2 separate regions of the Bos taurus genome follow, and region 2 is linked to region 1. A link is a contact called in public Hi-C data. All regions are on one chromosome and are shown on one strand. The core of a region is the stretch at or near the end of the contact, and the rest is flanking DNA. Distances in the headings are between cores, read along the strand shown. Region 1 overlaps NAV2 (neuron navigator 2). Region 2 overlaps NAV2 (neuron navigator 2).

The links. A called contact is a pair of places that touch in the nucleus more often than the background predicts.
Region 2: a contact with region 1 is called in a Hi-C map of liver, with 4 times the contacts expected there. The contact joins two enhancer-like sites. A contact is called at or near these places in 4 of 11 Hi-C or Micro-C datasets (liver, skeletal muscle and skin fibroblasts).

Annotation. Positions count from the first base shown.
Region 1 is chr29:24,822,511-24,828,406 of ARS-UCD2.0, reverse strand. NAV2 (neuron navigator 2) reads left to right here. Exons shown (of 37, transcript XM_059883049.1): 28 at 85-185; 29 at 2,253-2,348; 30 at 4,052-4,220. Among named protein-coding and RNA genes, the nearest start is that of DBX1, 68 kb to the right of the region's middle. Within about 2 kb of position 4,581, at least 5 of the 102 cell types and tissues checked have an H3K27ac peak or open chromatin away from gene starts, as enhancers often do. A contact at or near this core is called in liver, where this site is marked.
Region 2 is chr29:24,949,957-24,955,994 of ARS-UCD2.0, reverse strand. The region is part of intron 11 of NAV2 (neuron navigator 2); the gene reads left to right. Among named protein-coding and RNA genes, the nearest start is that of MIR449D, 10 kb to the left of the region's middle. Within about 2 kb of position 2,029, at least 5 of the 102 cell types and tissues checked have an H3K27ac peak or open chromatin away from gene starts, as enhancers often do. A contact at or near this core is called in liver, where this site is marked.

The DNA of each region.
Region 1 (5,896 bases), core at 3,332-5,831:
GCTGTGCCGACCAGCAGCGGGGGTGTCAGGAGGCCGGCTTTGCTGTCCCATGTGCCTAAGGCTGTCGATGTTTTCCATTCGCAGACATGTTGCTGGATGACGCTGGTGAATGCTCGGCTCGGAAGGAAGGAGGCAGGCATGTTAAGATAGTTGTCAGCTTTCAGGAGGAAATGAAGTGGAAGGAGGTTAGTTGGATCCCTTACCCTGCTCAGCCTGCCCCTTCCCCAGGTAGAACTGCCTAGCGTAGTGATTCCATCATCACACCCATCATCTCGGAGCCTGGGTGACTTAGAAATAGTACTAACGCTTTCCCTAACTAACCCTAAATCCCCAGCAGCATTTTGATGCCACAAACGTGAACAAACGGCCCTTCCCTATCTCTTGTGTTTGGAAATTCTATAAAGACTCCTTAAAATTGGTCCAGGCTGCCCCACTTTCAAGTATCTAACTAAACATTAACATCAATCAGAAACGGCTTGTCCGAATTTAGTATGTTCCCAAAACTCTTCAAAGGCAGCTAAGCACATTTATTTAGCACAGAAGGTACAGAAATAAGCTGACCAAATTCAGCTGACCAAGAGCACCAGTTTTATCCAGTCGTCAGAGGTTGCTGACCAAGTAGACCCTGGGAGACAGAGGTGGCCAAGCCCAGGAGCACACAGGTGCTGGCAGTGGAGATGGTAGGACATCCTGATTTGCTGAAGCTGGGGCATCTGAGTGATATGTTCTCTTCCAGGGTCCAGAGGTCATAACCTCATCAGACTGTTTTAGGGTGGGGGGCAGGGGTTGATAATCAAAGTTGATTTTTAGTCATTGATTAAATCCAAATGATGCTGAGAATGACTACCTCTCCCATAAGTAAGAGGCCTCATGAGCCTCTAATGTAAGTCCCTTGAAGTTTTTGCTTGCTTATTATTTCTGAGTATTTTAGCCAACATGCTATTAAAGGCTCTGAGATCTTGGGAGCCCAAAGTGGCCATCAGAACACAGCGTCTCTAGCCAGACTTCTCTGCCAGAGGATTCCACATGTGGGTGGCCATCTAGCCTCACTGAAGAGGGGAGCTGCTAGGGGTCTGAGCATCATCTAGTTTAGAAAGATCCAATAAATAACTCCATTTTCAGAGCTTGGCTGGTAGAGCGATAGATTACCAAGGGGGAAGTCATTCTTATAATTTATGATACCTGTGAATGCCTTTTATTCTAATGATCATCAACACAAACAGATCTAATACTTTATAAAACTTTGTCCCTTTCCAAAATGGTGTTGTTCTGGATCACCACAACATCTAGATGAGGTTGGCTACCCAGATTTTGTCATCTCCACTTTACAATTGACAAACCCAGGACCCCAGCATCACTTACCTAAGGCAAGTGGTGGGGCCAGATCATCTCACTGCAAGACAGGTGCTTTCTTCTCTGCTGATGTTGCTCAGCTGGCAAATATACCCCCAGCTCTCCCCACTTCTCTCTACCCTCCTAATTATATATTCTTATCAGCATGTCAGGTATTTTAAAACCAAACAGAAAAGAATGTTCTACTGGTTTCCTTTAGTCAGTGTGATCAGTTAGCCCCTACTATGCAGAGCTCTGTGGGCAGCGAGGCAAATGAAGTAGAAAAATATTATTTTTGTGTGTGAACTTCTGGGAGTCTTACTGGTTTTCAGAACTGAGCATGTTTAAAATTTTAACTAGAAGAAAAGAAATCAATATCATTAAAAAATAGAAGAAAAGAAAAAAATCCCAAAGGAATTTAAGATATAACAAGGAGACAAACTTGATAGACAAATAAGACAAATACCTCAAAATAAACAAGCACAGACTATATCATCATATAAGTTGTGTACAGAACTATTGAAGCAGTGTGACTGCTGAGCCTGGTGTGTTAATCATTGAAGGCTTCCTGGAAGAGGTGAGTTCATAAGCAAAATTTGGAAAGGGAGAGATGGCAGAAAGGAGAGAAGAGAGTATTCCCCACAGGGGATACGTGATCGACATCCATATGAGGTACACGTTCAGTAAAAGGTTCTAGATTCTAGAAAGGAGACCCTCTCTTCCTGACCCCTGGGTTGTGATAGAGGAGGAAAGTGTTTAAGACAGTTGCATTAGGTCCAAGTCACATCTGGTGTTAAAGCAAATAGGACCTATGAGCCCCTCTCAAGCCACCGGTGGCGTTCTAAGACAATCTGAGTCCTCTGCTAGCCTGAGTCAGAAAGGATCCACCTGTTTTTCACCTGTGGCCATCTCACCCTTAGGATTCCAGACCACACCTCTTCCTCATCGGCTGCATTGGAGTCAGTGGCAAGACGAAGTGGGACGTGCTTGATGGGGTGGTTAGACGGCTCTTCAAAGTAAGTTCTTCGTGGAGACAGCCATCCAAGTGAGGGCCTGGGCCTCAGGAAAGGAAAGGGTGGTTTGTTTCCTGAACCTGGTCATTTCTTGGGCTGTGTCCCCTCTCCCACATTCTTCCGTTGCTGGGACTTATGCCTGGTTGTCAAGGGAACAGAAGGAGGATGCTAAGTACAGACTGGTGACAGGACCAACAGACAAGAACGTCTGCCCTTTGCAGAGGTTGGCCAGCCAGCGAGGGGCGTTTCGCCAGCCCTGAACCATTGCACGAGCCTCTCAAAGTGAACTGCTAATGGCCACGTTCTGTCTTCACCTTAGAACGGCCTGTTGGATGCGTCTTGCACCGTGTGTTCTGGGGCTGGGGCCAAGACATCACATTTCCACCCTTCATTTTGGTGAGGGGATCTGATCCACCTTGCCCAGGGTCCTGTGCCAACATTTCGGAGTCTGTGATTTGTGCTGTGTGTGACACTGACTTCTGACCCAGAGCTAGTGTCAAGGATGTTGGCACAGTTACTTTTCTGTTCGTTCTAATCACATCATTGGAGTGGGTGTTCGCCAAAGGAGAAATAACTAATGAGCATCTAGGTGAACCTTGATGTATTGGTGATCTGAAAGCAGCTTTTAGTACATTTTTTGGGCTATTGCCCTAAAGTAGGTCAGTGACCAGAGTGTTCATTCATCACATCCCCAAGTATTAATAATAGCCCACATTTTTTCTGTGTCAGAGACCATATTGGTCTGGTTGTTGGTCTGATTTCGAAATCTGACTTTTAACCTAGTACGCTCTAGTTTCCCAGCATCTAGACTGAGGTGGCTTCACACAGAGAAAGTTGTGTCCTTGGACTCAAGCTTGCTTCCCATTTTGGCAGACCAGTCTGCAGAAGTGGGACGGGGTAAAAGGGTGGAAATGGCTTAGGGCAGACCAAGCCTGCTGCCCCGGCCAGAACCTTGTCTCTGTTCATGGGCAGTTGGGACATCCTCGGATTAAAATGACCACAGATCAGGCTGAAAAGAGCCAGGGAGGTGTCACAGGTGAGAAGTGAGACCATTAAAGGCAGCAGCTTGTTATCAGGATTCCATCTCAGTTGTTTGGCTACCACAGAGCCTGTGGACTTTGTTCCAAGGTCACTGACCTAAAACCTCTCAATCACTCATCTAATTTGGAACACTTTCCAAATTAAACACATGTTTGTTTATGTAAAACTCTAGAGCTGCTTTTTTTTTTAGCAGCCCGGAGTTTTGTTCCCTTTGTCATTTAGTATGGCCCTTGACCTGAGCCAAAAGAAGGGACTGGTGGAGAGATTTCTTATCAGAATTTTCATGCATTTCATGCACTTCTTCATGCATTTTCCAGCCCCATTCACAGGCCCCAGTGTCTTTAAAACTTCAGCTGAACTTAGAGGAAAGGCACCATAGCTTCTCTGCTTGGTTTATCCAGACTACACGTTCACCATCTTGTGAGAGTTTGCCACCCTCCCATCACTAACCACATAAATCTGTGCTTTAGGGGGCCTGTGATATGAGGACACCGCCCCCTCCATTGAAACTCAGCTCTTCTGCCCCCCATTCCATAGGTCAGTTTCAACTCAGGCATCAGCTGGGGAAGAGGAGAAAATGATCATAAATCACCCAATGAAACCGTGAGTCTTCCACAGATTTTTTCCCCACATCTTTAACGGGGTCTTTATTTGATTTTTTCCAGGAGTACATCATTCACATTGACCCAGTGAGTCAGCTGGGGCTGAACTCTGACAGCGTCCTTGGCTACAGCATCGGGGACGTCAAGCGCAGCAACACCTCCGAGACCCCCGAACTGCTTCCTTGCGGCTACCTGGTGGGGGAGAACACGACCATCTCCGTGGCGGTCAAAGGTAATCCGGCCACGTGCAGGAGGGGAGATTCCAGAATTGCATTGTTTGTTCTGTGACTTGGCACAGGAACCAGTGGCCAGGATTTCATTTGTGTGTGTGAATGTGGGTTTTATTTTTTTTCCCCTCTGCCACCACAGTTACACTTACCTAAGCAACAGTCTTCAGCATTTTCAACCACCATTGGAAACAAACAATTTTAGTTTATTGCTGAAATTACATAACAAGAGGTCCCATTAGCCTTATGACTCTGACATAATGGAATCTTAATGTTGAAATGGGGCTCTGCTGATACCTGTGAGTTACTCTTGCTGGCAAGCCTTGGACACGGTCCTGCTCTACAGATGGGAGAGGCCACAGGGCACTGTGGCCAGGGAGGAGTCACTCAGAAAACCCCAAGAAGCGCTGACGCTCCTGCCCACGCAAGATGCTACTCAACCCTCTGATTGCCTCATCACCCAGAGAGGCTACACCTCAGGCCAAACTGTATTCTCTGGAACTTTAGACTCACAGAGTATGTGGGGGGAAAAATTTCATGGCCAAATAATCATTATTCCCATCTGAGTTTGGGGGTGGTGAACAGGCATATGGGTTCTCTAAAACCTCTGTCCTTTAATGTCCTGGGGCTTCCCTGGTGGCTGAGACAGTAAAGAATCCGCCTGCAGTGGAGGAGACCCAGGTTCTATCCGTGGGTTGGGAAGATCCCCTGGAGAAGGAAATGGCTATCCACTCCAGTATTCTTGCCTGGAAAATTCCATGGACAGAAGAGCCTGATAGGCTACAGTCCATGGGGCTACAAGGAGTTGGACATGACTGACTAACACTTACCACTTTAATGTCCTGATTCTTAACTGTTAAAAAGGCTGAATGATCCAATCTTATACAAATGCATATGACTGCAAAACCCCTTTTTCCTATATTTTATGAACCACCTAAAGAAGAGATTGCTAAACACTGTTCTAAGCTCAACCTTCACAGCATCTTATATCTTCCCCAGAAGGCACTGATTTTGACTGTAGTTTGGGGGCTGTTTGATGCAAACTTTGTCTCCTGGTTGGGAGGTTTTCCGAAAGCACCCAGCATTCTTCATCAGTAGGAAGGAAGGTCTTGCTTCTCTGATGACAAGCAGCAGGTTCCTGTTTGAGCCACATACACAGCCTTATTTGTTAGCATTCATTCCACAATTGTGGCCTTGGGCTGCAGGTGACAGAAACCTACTCAAAAACTAGCTTTAGCCAAAAGGAAACACACAGGCTCAGGTACTTGGAAAATCCAAGCATGGACTTCAAGCACAGGTGGAACCAGGAGCTCCAGCAATGCCGTCAGGACCAGGCCTACCTCAGCTTTGCTTATTTATTGAATTTTCTGCACCTGGCTGATCAATGGCCCTGACTCATCCTTCTAAACTTAGGAAGCTTTTAAAAGAGGACAAGTGTAACAGGAAATTCTTAGGGGTGATTCTGGCCTGTGTGTGCAAGCTAAGTCGCTTAGTCATGTCTAACTCTTTGCAATCCCATGAACTGTAACCCACCAGGCTCCTCTGTCCGTGGCATTCTCCAGGCAAGAACACTGTAGTGGGTAGTCATGCCCTCCTCCGGGGGATCTTCCCAACCCAGTAATTGAAACTGCTTCTCTTAACATCTCCTGCATTGGCAGGCAGATTCCTTACCACTAGCACT
Region 2 (6,038 bases), core at 780-3,279, 130 kb before region 1:
CATTTCTCATCAAGTCAGCATAGGATACAGCTGGGCTCTTTCTTCTCTGCTAAATGTTTCTCTTGGTCTTTCCAGGCCAGACCTGAAGTCACCTTGACAGGCTGTTGTTCCTGGCAAACTGATAGGGAAGGAAGCCAAAACACTCCTTTTGGCCAAAATGCATGCCAGAGCCAAGAGAAACAGTTTTAGGTGAGGCTGTCCTGAAAGGCGCTAAGTCATGATAGGGTCCAGCGGATGTGGCAGGTACCTCTGAGACTTGAAAAGGTGGGCTCATGTTTCTCCAGGTTGATCCCTCTGAAGTGATCTTGGTTTTGGGGTTCCTGGAAGGCTTGGGAGTTCCAGGTCTCCCGTCGGACACTGGTCAGGTCTCAGTGATGTTCAGGAGGCTGAACTGCCATGGAAAGGTGGAGACTGCTGTCTAGACAGATCTGTAGGGCCTTGGGCAGACCACTTGTCCCTAATGCCCTGCATTCCTTTTATACACACTCACACATCAAAAATCCAGGGAGCTCCCTAGCGGGCCAGTGGTTAGGACTCTTTACTTTCAGTGGGGAAGGCACAGGTTCAATCCCTGGTTAGGGAACTGAGATTTTGCAAGTCATGTGATGTCAAAAAACAAAAACAAATTGCAGTGGTGCTCCAGCGTGAAGCCTTGGGCCCGGGGTAGCCCAGTGTGCCAGTGGTGGAACTGGGCCAGTTCCCAGTCTTTCAGCCTCTCTGTTCCTCCCTGCTTCCCTTGGTGTTTCCTCACTTCCCTTGGTGATTTATACAAGTCTTAGCAGTGTATGAATTCACAGAAACCAGGAATGCTTGGCCCCTTCTGATACTTTCCTTGGTGTTAAAAATCATAGGCAAACCCTGAGCGAGCACAGGGGGTTGTGCAGCGGGCAGGATTCATTTCCCGAAGTGTCGGTGAGCACACGCCAGCTCTCCTCACCTGGCTGTGATGTCATCTGACCCGGGCAGCGCTGCGGACTGATGGCCCTGGCTACCAAGATGAGTAGTCTGTCCCCAGTGGCTGGGGCGGCATCGCTTTTGAGCACGTCTTCTTCCCCACACCGCAGACTTGCTTGATTTACTGAGTGTGGGCAATCACTCAGCCCTTGTAGGCAGCTGAGCAGGCAGTTTAATCAGAGGAGAAAGAACAGTTGAGCTCAGGACATGGTGAAAGTAGAGAAATTCTCCAGCTTCCCAAGCCTGCTCGCGCCACTGTCGGCAGTGACGATAGATTTAGCAGGCAGAGGACAGAACGCAAAAAAGATTTCCTGGAGAACAGCCCTGTGGAGAAATGAAGTGTGGTCCAACTTTGACATGGGCAGCTCAGACCGTTACTCATAAGAGCAAATGTTGGCTTAGTAATTTATGGGGAAGAGAGGGGGAAAAAGTGGGGGGAGAGGGGTGCCTTGTCTTCTTAGGAAAACTGGGCCCCGACTGCTTGGGAAATTCCTAGCTTGCTTTGAGATTTGATCCCTTCCCACTCCCACCCCTGACCGCAGAATCCTGCAGGGAAGGAAGGGGAGGAGTGAATGAAAGTGGGCGCTTTGGAGAGAAGAAAGTCTTCTGAAGGGACTGCCCGCCGCCTGCTCGCCCATCCTCAGCGACATCCTCCCACACATGGGCTCCCCTGGACCTGGAAACCCTTCCTGGGGCCTGCCTTCTGGGGAGGCTCCAGGCAAAAGGCAGTAAATTGCCATTTAAAAAGTGTTTACGGAGTTTGTTGTGTACTGGAGACTGTGCCGAAGACAGGAAGGCTGAGGGAAATGAATGAGATGCAGAGCATCCCTGAGGATGCTCATGGAACAGGCAGGTGACAGGTCAGTGTCAGGGCGGGGAGCTCCGGAGAAGGGAAGCTGCAGTGCCTTCCAAGAGGACAGTGAGTGGAGACGAGGGTGTGCTGGGAGCTGGGGGCCGTGGCACGAAGGCCAGCCTGGCTGCTCTGCTCTGGGCTCGGTGCCCCGGAGCACGCTCCCGGGCCCGTCTCAGAGCTCTTGTGTGGCTTCAGTGAGTTCATGCCCGTGAACTTGGCCCAGAGTCTGCGTGGACAGAGCACTCAGCACTGTGTGTGGTGTCCCCCACCAGCAGCAGCTATAGCACCTTCAGGACCTGTGAGCTGAGCCTTGAAGGATAAGCAAGCAGCCAGGCAGACCGAGGTCAAGAACAAAGGCATGAAGACATAATGGGTGCGGGGTGTAGTTCTGTAAGAGTGGTGCGTTGTTTGGGGGTGGGTTGGCTGGAGATTCAAGACGGGCGGGGGTGGGCTCAGGCCAGGAGCTCTCAGAGCCCAGGGTCGGGTGACACAGCTCTGGGTAAGGCCAAGGCCCCAGGAATGGGGACATGGGGTCAGAGAGACTCTCTCCTAAAACTCCGCCTGACCTGGGGGCATGGAGGCGCCAGAGAGTCAAGGCCAGCTCCCGGGCTCCAGCCTGCGCGGCATTGTCTGAAATAGCTGATGTCTGTCCATCCTTTGCCAGCTTGCCCTCTTGCCTCTTGGCACCGCTCACTGCCCTTAGACTGTCTCAGGCCTCCAGGCCACCCCCGGACCAGGGCCGGCTGAGTGTTTCAGCAGAGTATGTGGCAGCCTCTGGAATGTAGTTCCCTGGGCTTTAGGAAAACCCCACTCCCACAGCCTTCCAATTCTTGCCCTGGAGAATTGCTCCAGGCCCAAGGGGGAGGCTGACCTGTGCTCAGTAGTTAAGTCTAACCCAAGACAGATGGTGGTAAATGTTCACAGTGGGAGGCAAGATGTGGGGGGTCTGACAATAGGGCAGGCCCCGAGGGGACCTCTTCTGTTCTCACTTTCTTCTCTGGGGACCAGGCTTCCCTCATCTACAGATGAGAATATTAACGCCTGGAGTTGCGGTGACCGATTGAATGAGGTGACATGCGCAGAACTGCTAGACCCTTCCACACCGTTCTCATAATAGTGATGGTGTTGCCCAGATTAAATGGGATAGGATGCACATATAATACCCAGTTCAGAGCCTGGTGCGGGGTAACAGTATGCACTATATCCCATTCCCTTCTGCCCTTCTGTTGGAACAGACTTCCTGCCCTTCACAGGGCTCTTCGTTGGTGAGCATCATCAACGCAGCCGCTTTGGCCTTACTCAGATCATCCCCACGTATCCAACCAAGGGAAAGTCTCCATTAATCTGTGCTGCAAAGAGACTGCATTTTTAATTATTTCAAGTCAACACATTTTTAACGAGGGTCTCCTCCATCCCAGGCCTTGCTCTGGGGTCTCTGACCGACAGGATCAGTTCTCAGGCTGACCATGTGGTACTCCTTCTTTTGCGATCTCACTTTTGATCAGTATAGGTCCTCGTCAGGATAAAGCGGGGACTGTGAGCTCACAGTTACCAAAGGATGCTTACACATGCAGGAAAAACATATGCCTACTCCGCAGCTCTAGATGGATGATGGATTAGGGGCCAATGTATATCACACATCTTCTGTGTGCCAGGTACTATATATATTCCTGAACTTTATAAGATGTTTTCATTTTACTAATAAGAAAAATGAAGAGCCAAGAGGCTGATTGTTAACTTCATTGCTTTTAAGCCCATGAACGAGATTTTTAACAGATGGCTGCCCTTCCCTTCTTTCCCTTCGTGTGCCGGCATTTCATTGTGATCTTGGTTCCTCTATTTGTTCTAGTAGAGTATTTTCTGCTTTCTTCAGGACTACCCTCTCTAGTAGAGTCTGCAGGCTCCTCTGTCTCTACTCAGTGTTTTGCAAAGGTACCTTTTTTAAAAAAATTCGTTCAATCGTTTACTTATTTTTGGCTGTGCTGGATCTTCGTTGCTGTGTGTGGACTTTCTCCAGTTGCGATGAGCAGGGGCTACTCTCTAGGTGTGATACACGGGCTTCTCATTGTGGTGGCTTTTCTTGTTGCGGAGCTCAGGCTCTACAGTGAGCTGGCTTCCGAAGCTGCAGCACGTGGGCTCGGGAGTTGCGGCTCACAGGCTCCAGAGGGCGGGCTCAGTGGTTGTGGCACATGGACCCAGTGGCCCTGTGAATGTGGAATCTTCCCAGACTAGGGATCGAACCTGTGTCCCCCGCCTTGGCAAGCAGATTCTTGAACAATGGACCAGGGAGATCTGCAAGCGTACCCTGAGCGGAGAGATCTGTGTCACAGGTAGACCCGAAGGTCCTCTGTATTTCCTGTTTAGCCTTTGCATGGCTCTCATCTAGAAAACCCAGTCTCATTTATCTTTGTCTTCAGCTTATAGAGCACCGAAAGCACCCTTTCCAGCTATTTTGCAAGGGCCAGCAGCTACAGAGTGGCTCTACAGATTTATGATGGCAAGGTTGGAGGCCACCAAGCTTGAGTTGAGGTAAAGATGAAAAGAACCATTTGGACGAGGTTGGGAGTATTTTGGCCCTAAAATAGACCATATGTGCCTGAACTGAAATCAAGATAAGAAACTGAAATTTTGTTGAGAACTCATGATCCTCTCACCATGCTGCTCTGGAGACATGGTCGAATGGAAGAAACTTGAGATTCATGGTCAGAAGATCTGACCTTCATATTCCTTGTGTGACCTTGGCGAATTGGGTTCCTTTTCTAAGCCTGTTTCCCACTTATTCAGTGATAGCCTGCTTCTTCAGTGTACAGAAAAAGAAAGGAGATAGTGTTTTGAAAGCGTTTGGCACATACGGAACGGTCTTTCCTTTTGGGGTTTTGGAATCATCGCCTCTATTTGCTTTCCTGCTCTTTTATCCTACTTAGAATGTTAATTAAGATGAGGTAATACCATTTCTTATTCTTAAGCACGATAGCCAGATACATGCTAAGTGGGTGAGAGTCTGTCTGTGTATTAGGGTTCGTCAGAGGAAAAAACGGTGTTGCATCTCAAGCCCAAAGACAGCCTAGAGGTGGAATTTTCTCTTCCCTGGGAACATCTGTCTTTTATTCTCTTTTGACTTTCAACGGATTAGATGAAGCCTACCCATATTTTGGAGCATAATCTGCTCTACTCAAAGTGTACTAGTTTAAATGTTGATCCCCTCTAAAAAGCAGCTTCACAGCAGTATCTAGGCTAATATTTCCCCAAGTGTCTACGTATCACAGCCTAGCCGAGTTAACCCATAAAATTAACCATTACAGCCTGCCAGCAGGCTGTGTAGTGTGATCAGTAGGAATGAGTCATCTGGGTCAGGAGGCAGCTTACCTGTGGTCTAGAGACAAAGAGCAACACACCTTGTAGAAACATCTGTGAGGGCTCGAGGCTAAAACATCCTACCTGGGATATGACCACAAATCACGAGTCTGTACATGCCTTGGAAAATCATCACACCCCCTCCAGAATTCCCAGGTCCTGATAAGAAATCTCCCCGAGAAGTAGAGGTTTTGATCTTTCCTCTTAATCCTGACATGGGCGCCTCTGGAGGGATGATGATTTTTTTTGAGACTCCAGAGTAAAATAGGATTCAGAGTCTGAGGAGAGGCCCACATCTGTCTCCAGGATCTTCCAGCTATAAATCAAGCCCATATTCACCTCTTGATCTTATAACAAGCTGGAGACGGGGGTCTGTGTTTCCCTCTGCTGCAACGTTGGAGTCCGTGTCCCAGTTCCCAGAGCTTTGTACTTGTCATTGAGCAGGCATCTGTTTTGAAATGAGAAATCTCACATACTTGGACAATGAAGTTTAAAGGGTAAAGTCAGTTCAAGTTGTTAGGAACGTGGGACAGAATAAATGTGGTGTTGGCTCTGCTGAGATGGGAAAAGGCCACAGAAGTCAACCAGCCCGCCTGCTAGCATGCGGCTTTTTGCCTGTCCTGCAGCAGTGGTACCGGAATTCACAACAGCTAAGCTGCTTTGGGGTCTCTCTCATGGGCTGGGCGCTCAGTGGAGCTCATTACATGCGTTATCTCACTTGTCCTGTACATCAGTTTTTTGAGATAAGGGCTGCTTTTCATCTTCTCTTTATGATTGAGAAGACCAAGCTCAGAGAGGTTAGGTTACTTGATTAGGTCACACAGCTGGTAATGTTACTCAGTCCAGACTGGTACCACTCACTGCACAGCAGCCCAAT